Regions from separate parts of the Ovis aries genome. Here region 2 is linked to region 1. The links are chromatin contacts, called in public Hi-C maps. All regions are on one chromosome and are shown on one strand. The core of a region is the stretch at or near the end of the contact, and the rest is flanking DNA. Distances in the headings are between cores, read along the strand shown. Region 1 holds the start of RNF20 (ring finger protein 20). Region 2 holds the start of ZNF189 (zinc finger protein 189).

Evidence for each region. A called contact is a pair of places that touch in the nucleus more often than the background predicts.
Region 2: a Hi-C map of muscle shows a contact between it and region 1, with 2.9 times the contacts expected there. The contact joins the promoter of ZNF189 here to the promoter of RNF20 in region 1. A contact is called at or near these places in 5 of 16 Hi-C or Micro-C datasets (hypothalamus, liver, muscle and 2 more).

What each region holds. Positions count from the first base shown.
Region 1 is chr2:21,574,287-21,577,072 of ARS-UI_Ramb_v3.0, forward strand. It overlaps RNF20 (ring finger protein 20), which reads right to left and starts at 1,378. Exons shown (of 20, transcript XM_042242951.2): 1 at 1,260-1,378; 2 at 36-182. The coding sequence starts at 164. It overlaps LOC121818599 (a long non-coding RNA gene), which reads left to right and starts at 1,479. Exons shown (of 2, transcript XR_006058581.2): 1 at 1,479-2,044.
Region 2 is chr2:21,757,756-21,760,541 of ARS-UI_Ramb_v3.0, forward strand. ZNF189 (zinc finger protein 189) reads right to left here and starts at 1,420. Exons shown (of 3, transcript XM_042242953.2): 1 at 1,100-1,420; 2 at 300-381. The coding sequence starts at 1,132. MRPL50 (mitochondrial ribosomal protein L50) reads left to right here and starts at 1,672. Exons shown (of 2, transcript XM_004004047.5): 1 at 1,672-1,784. The coding sequence starts at 1,693.

The DNA of each region.
Region 1 (2,786 bases), core at 128-2,627:
GAAAAGCACACTCTCATAGCATTATTTCCACATACCGTTGAAGAGACACCCCCAAGTTTAATTGTTTCCACTGTGGTCCCTGAATCTTCAACAGCTGTCTTCTTCTCTGGAGGCACAGATGTGCCAGGCTCTCCAGCTGCTCTTTTATTTCCAATTCCTGACATCGTGGCACAAGATGATAACTGTTTTCCTGGAGAGAAAAAAAATCTTAGGTAAGATAGGCAAGGAGAGCAACTAGAGTCGATCTATGATGTAAAAACTAGCAACTTTTCCTGTCAATCCTTTAACCCGGGTCCATTAATTTCACACTTAGCAACCTGATCCTCAGGTTCCTCTTGGAAAGAGAAAAGTAAATTGTGAAGTAAGAGTCGCAGCTGAATTTACAGAACTACAAAGTTCTAAATAGGATGCTACTAAAATACAAGATAACAGGCAAAGGATGAAGAAACTTAGAAAATTTTCAGGCATCTCATTTCCTGAAATGCCAACATCTGAAAGTATAGTTTAATTTAGAAATACAGAAAATCAGTTAATTATACAGTGTTGGGAGAATCAGAGAGCTGGAAGAGACCTGGGAGATGTCTACTTTATTAACACTGAACAAGCCATATATCATCTCTGAGCCTCAATTTCCTAAAGCAGAAATAACAACAGTATATGCTTCCTATGCTCCTCATAAGGAATGAATAAGTACAGAAAGACTTTAGCATAAGGCCGAACACGAAGCATGCACTCAGCAATGCTAACTCTCCTTTTTATATTTGCAGTTTCCCTATTTCTAAACGCTCTCCCCACGAATTTGTGTCACCCTAGAGAAGCTAGATCTGCGTGTGAATCCCAGTACTAACTCTTAGAGAGCCGTGCTGCCTTGGAAAGGAATTTTTGATATGCACAATGCAAGTGACCACATACTGTCTCTGCCCTACTCGCCTCCCAAGGTTTCGGAGCTCAAAAGAAGCGGAATAGATGCTAAAGCACTTTGCTACTGAAGGTATCAGCCCTGCCATCACCGAGACGACACACAACTCCGCTTCCAACTGAAGCTCCAGGAGAAGGATATCGGTGGCAGCAACCTGAGTGGGACCTCGCCTGGAGAGAGAGGAGGAGGACAATGGCCTCAATCCGACTCCAGAGGGGCCAAGGACCCCAGCCTTCGGAGAGGCCAATTACAGGCCCGGGAGAGGGAGGCCTTGGAGCGGAAGAGGGTGGGGATACCCGTTGCCCGCTGAGTCCCGTCCCGCCCTTGGCCGAGATCTAACCTGAGTTCTTCCAACTTGCGCCGCCGGGGAGTGGAACGCGGGGCAGTTATTCACCAAGGTCCGCGTAGCCCTCCCACCTCTCACCCCTAACCCACAAGTGAAGATCCAGCGAAGCTTCCGGGAGGCGGGGCCAAGGGGAGGAAGAAGGGAAAGAAAGGAGGAAGTAGCTTCAATCTGGCAGCGAGAAGGACAAGACTCAACCGGGCGGAAGTGACACGCATCGAGGGCGCCCCGCTTCCGGAAGTAAGTGCGGTCTAGCAGCTCTTGGGCACCCGGCGGCCGCTTTGTAGAGGCCTCGCTGACGTCAGAGGAAACGTCCCAGATTTTTTTCCCGTTTGTTAACCATTGCTACTGCGACCTGTTTTTCTTTCTTTCTTTTTTTTTTTTACTGTGAATAGTGAAAATTGCTCAGTCGTGTTCGACCCTTTGTGACCCCATGAACTATACAGTCCATGGAATTCTCCAGGCCAAAATACTGGAGTGGATAGCCGTTCCCTTCTCCAGGACATCGAACCAGAGTCTCCCGCACTGCAGGCGGATTCTTTACCAGCTGAGCCACCAGGGAAGCCCTTAAGCGTCCCCCCTCCTTTTTTTTTTAACTGAGTACCTTTTGTTTACAGTGCCTATTGTTCTGTTACCTATTATTGGTTCTGCTCAGACTGGCGATTGGCTAATGGCGCCGTCAATCTCCAGGGGAAAGGACTAAGTTTCAGACACCTCGGAAAAATTACTGTGAGCCCCTTTTTGCTGAAATGAAAAGTTCTGGAGAAAACCCAAGAGATTCGGTGAGTTTAGAAGGTTGTGGCTATTTCAGGGAAATGTATGACAGCTCTGTCTACACATTAAAATCACTTGGGGAGTTTTGGTCCCTCTTGTGTAGGGCCTGGGCATCCACATTTTATAAAAAAAAAAAAATTTTCCCAACCCTCCCCCACCCCCACTGGATTCTAATGTGCAAACGGGATGGACAGTTACTATCTTTGTGTATCTTTTCAACAAGAAATTGACCAGGGAATAGATAAACATAAATCAATAAGTTGATTCTGATCTTAACACTCGTCTATTTTAAGCTAATTAAGCATTGATTTTTTAGTTAATAACAAACTGCTATTTTCCACTCAATTAAACAATGTGTTTTAATGATAGGAAGGTAATCAAACTAATTTATTGATGAAAAGCTGTATGCCTCACAGAGGTATAAAAAACTACCCAGTAAAGTCAGAATGTAAACAGTGGGAAACAAGCGTTCATGTTTCCTGATACTAGAACACTTTGCCCAGCGGTAAAGAGGCAACTGGCTCCAAATGAACTCTTTGGGTGAAGCAGAAGCCTGAGAACCATGTTTGGGGACCTGTCAGGGAAAGCATTGTATGAAATGACTCTCTCTGACCTCCTTCCTTTGACTTCTTTGCTCTTGGCAAATCTTGCATGCACAGAACCACTGAATGGCATGCACTGATTCTAGCCCAAAGTTTGTAAAGTTGAAAGTCACAGGCTGTACTTGGCCGACAAGTATGCTTTGTTTAT
Region 2 (2,786 bases), core at 170-2,669, 180 kb after region 1:
AAGAGAAACAGGGGCTCCAGAAGGCAGAGTGAAAAGGGGTGGGAGGAAAGCAGTGGGAGGATGAGCTAGGAGGGAAAGTACAGAGCAATATGGGAATGAGATTACGAGGATGGAAGCCAGAAAAGCTTGTATTTTGGTCACTGCAAGGACGGTAGGGATGAGAGCCATGGAAACAATTCATGGCTGAAAGGTCTGAATTGGAGCCTTGAAACAAAGCCATTTGGTATGGTACTAGTTCATGTGTTCTGCTTTCTTACAGTTTCTTAGCTATTCTGATCCAAGAAACAGCAGATTCTTACCCAGTGAGACCAGGTTTCCATAATTCTCCATCATGACATCTTTATACAGGCTTCTCTGAGCTGGATCCAGATAATCCCACTCCTCCTGGGTAAAAAACACAGCCACATCCTCAAATGTCAGCAAGCCCTGAAATAGTATGATTTCTGCAGTCAGTTTTGTTGTCTCAAGGACAATTCTACCGCTAAAAGTAGCAGAAACAACCACTTATCAGAACCGGGTAGGCTAGAAGGAACATGATAACTAACAGTTACAAGTGAGGCTCAATTCTGGGACCCGACAAAATTCAGACACCTCAAATTAGAAGAAAACACAGCTGGATCTCTGTCCTCTGTAGTGAGGAGCTTAAGGATAAGGTTTACCCAGTATGCCCTAATATTTAATTTTAGTAAGCTGCACTAAGGCCTTCCCAAGTTTCCTTCACCTCATCGCCCCGTTCCAACTCAATTACGACCCTTTTCAACTCAATTATGTTAATTTTTCTAAGCGTCTACTTTGGGTCCAGGCATGGGGCAGGTGTAGAAGACACAAGGGAGGATGAAAAAAGCTAACCTCACCTGGAAGAACTCATAAATGAAAACGCTAGTTTGGAGCATTACTAATTTTCTTTAGATTTAGCAAGTCACTCTTGAAAAAAGGAGCCACTGGGCAGTGTGATCGCGAAGGGCTCCCCAGTACATTAGGGGGTACTTCATTGCACCGCGCTGGCCTTAAAGACCCGAAAAGGGGGGTGGGGGCGGTGGCGCGGCCTAGCGAGCTAGGTAAAGGCGAGAGAACGGGGATACTCCGAGGGGCGACTTACCTTTGGCTGTGGCGGGGGACTCGGCGAGGCCATCTCCCAGACAGAAAATCAGGGCAGGAATCCCGGGTGGCCGCACGAAAAGGAGGCTCTGGCAAGGCCTACCCGGCCGCTGAATATTAGGCCCGAAGAAAGCGAGGCCTCTAGGCTGGATCTGGCCAGGTCTTGCCCCGAACGGTCACGACCCCAGCAGCCGGTCAGAAGCGCTACTTGGCCGCCCCCACCCCGCACCCCCCTCCCCTGCCTGGCTGTGCAGCCTTCCAGGCCTCGCTAGAGCCTCCTCTCGGTCGCCAGTTCCTGCTGCTTTCAGCCAAAGAGCTCTGTGACCGCCCGCCCCCGGACCAGAAGGCGTCACCGGGAACCTTCCCGGGACGCCCCTCAACTACAACTCCCGTCATGCTCTGAGAGAGCGCTGGGGTCCAGCCTGCCACGGCCATGGCGACCGAACTACGCTTCCCGGAGTGCAAAAGGCGAGGGAGCCTGGGTTGGTCTCAACCGGAAAAGGACACTTGCCACTAAGCTTACATTTTATTGGCTGATCTTCGCGTGCCGCTGCCGCCTGGGGGTGGAGCTCTGTCACCAAGGTCTCCCCGAAGATGGCGGCGCTCTGGGTGGCCGGCGTTTGCAGAAAAAGCTTCACAGGGGTAGCTTCAGGGGCGCCAAGCAGAGCATTTTGGTCTCGACTCAGGTAAAGCGGAAGGTTAGACCGTGGGTCATGTTCACAGAAAGTAAGGAGAGGAACTGAGAATGATGAACTTAAGACAGGACCGTGGTCCTGCGCTTTACCGGGGAAAGGACGAGAAAGTGCGTGAGGGTTCTGCGTTCAGAAGCTTCAGCTCGTTTCCGCGAGTGGTGGGGTCCACTTACTTCGTGTGCCCTCAGTTTACTCATCTTAGAACCGAAATACCGCCCCCTTCTTCTGTTTCACCTGTTAATTTATTAGGTAAACCATACTTACTGACCACGTGTTCCAGACGCGGAGTATAATGTGGTGTCGGGAAACAAATGACTGTTTTAGGACAGGCAACTTAGAACATGAATGTGAAGGTGTTCGCTGAACTAAAGAAACATTCAGGGTGCAGTGTCCTCATTTTGTCCGCTCATTGATTTACTCAAATAGCTATTAACTGTCCTGGCTCAGCATTTCTTTATATAGGATGCAGCCGCGAAACAGAGTCCCTTCACAGAGCCATGAGTACTCTGGCAAGAGGAAACCGAGCCAGCACCGGAAGGAAATAGCAATATTTTGCTAAAAGTCAGAAAGCAAGTTAATGACAGGGCTGGATCTGGAATCCCGGTCTCTTAACTCTCCCATCTGCTGCTTTTTCTGCAGGGCCAAGTGAAATTTTGTGACTTAGTGTTACGACATGACTTAGACATGTGACTTAGACAAGTGAAATGTCTGTGACTTAGTGTTAGGAGATGAAGATTTGTAGGAACCTCAAGAAACAGTGTAAACGCTCGTAAGTTTCCAAGAAAAACTTCAACCCAAATGGATTTTTCTCATCAGCTCATGTTTTATTAGCTTTCCTTCTGTTCCATTTTGTTTTGATTCTTTTTTTATATGTGATTTGTTTATTTAATTTTTGGTTGCACTAGGGCTTCCTTGCTGCTTTCAGACTTCTGTAGTCACAGCGAGTCGGGGCAGCTCAGCTCTTCGCTCCCTTGTGTGGGCTTCTCATTGCGGTGG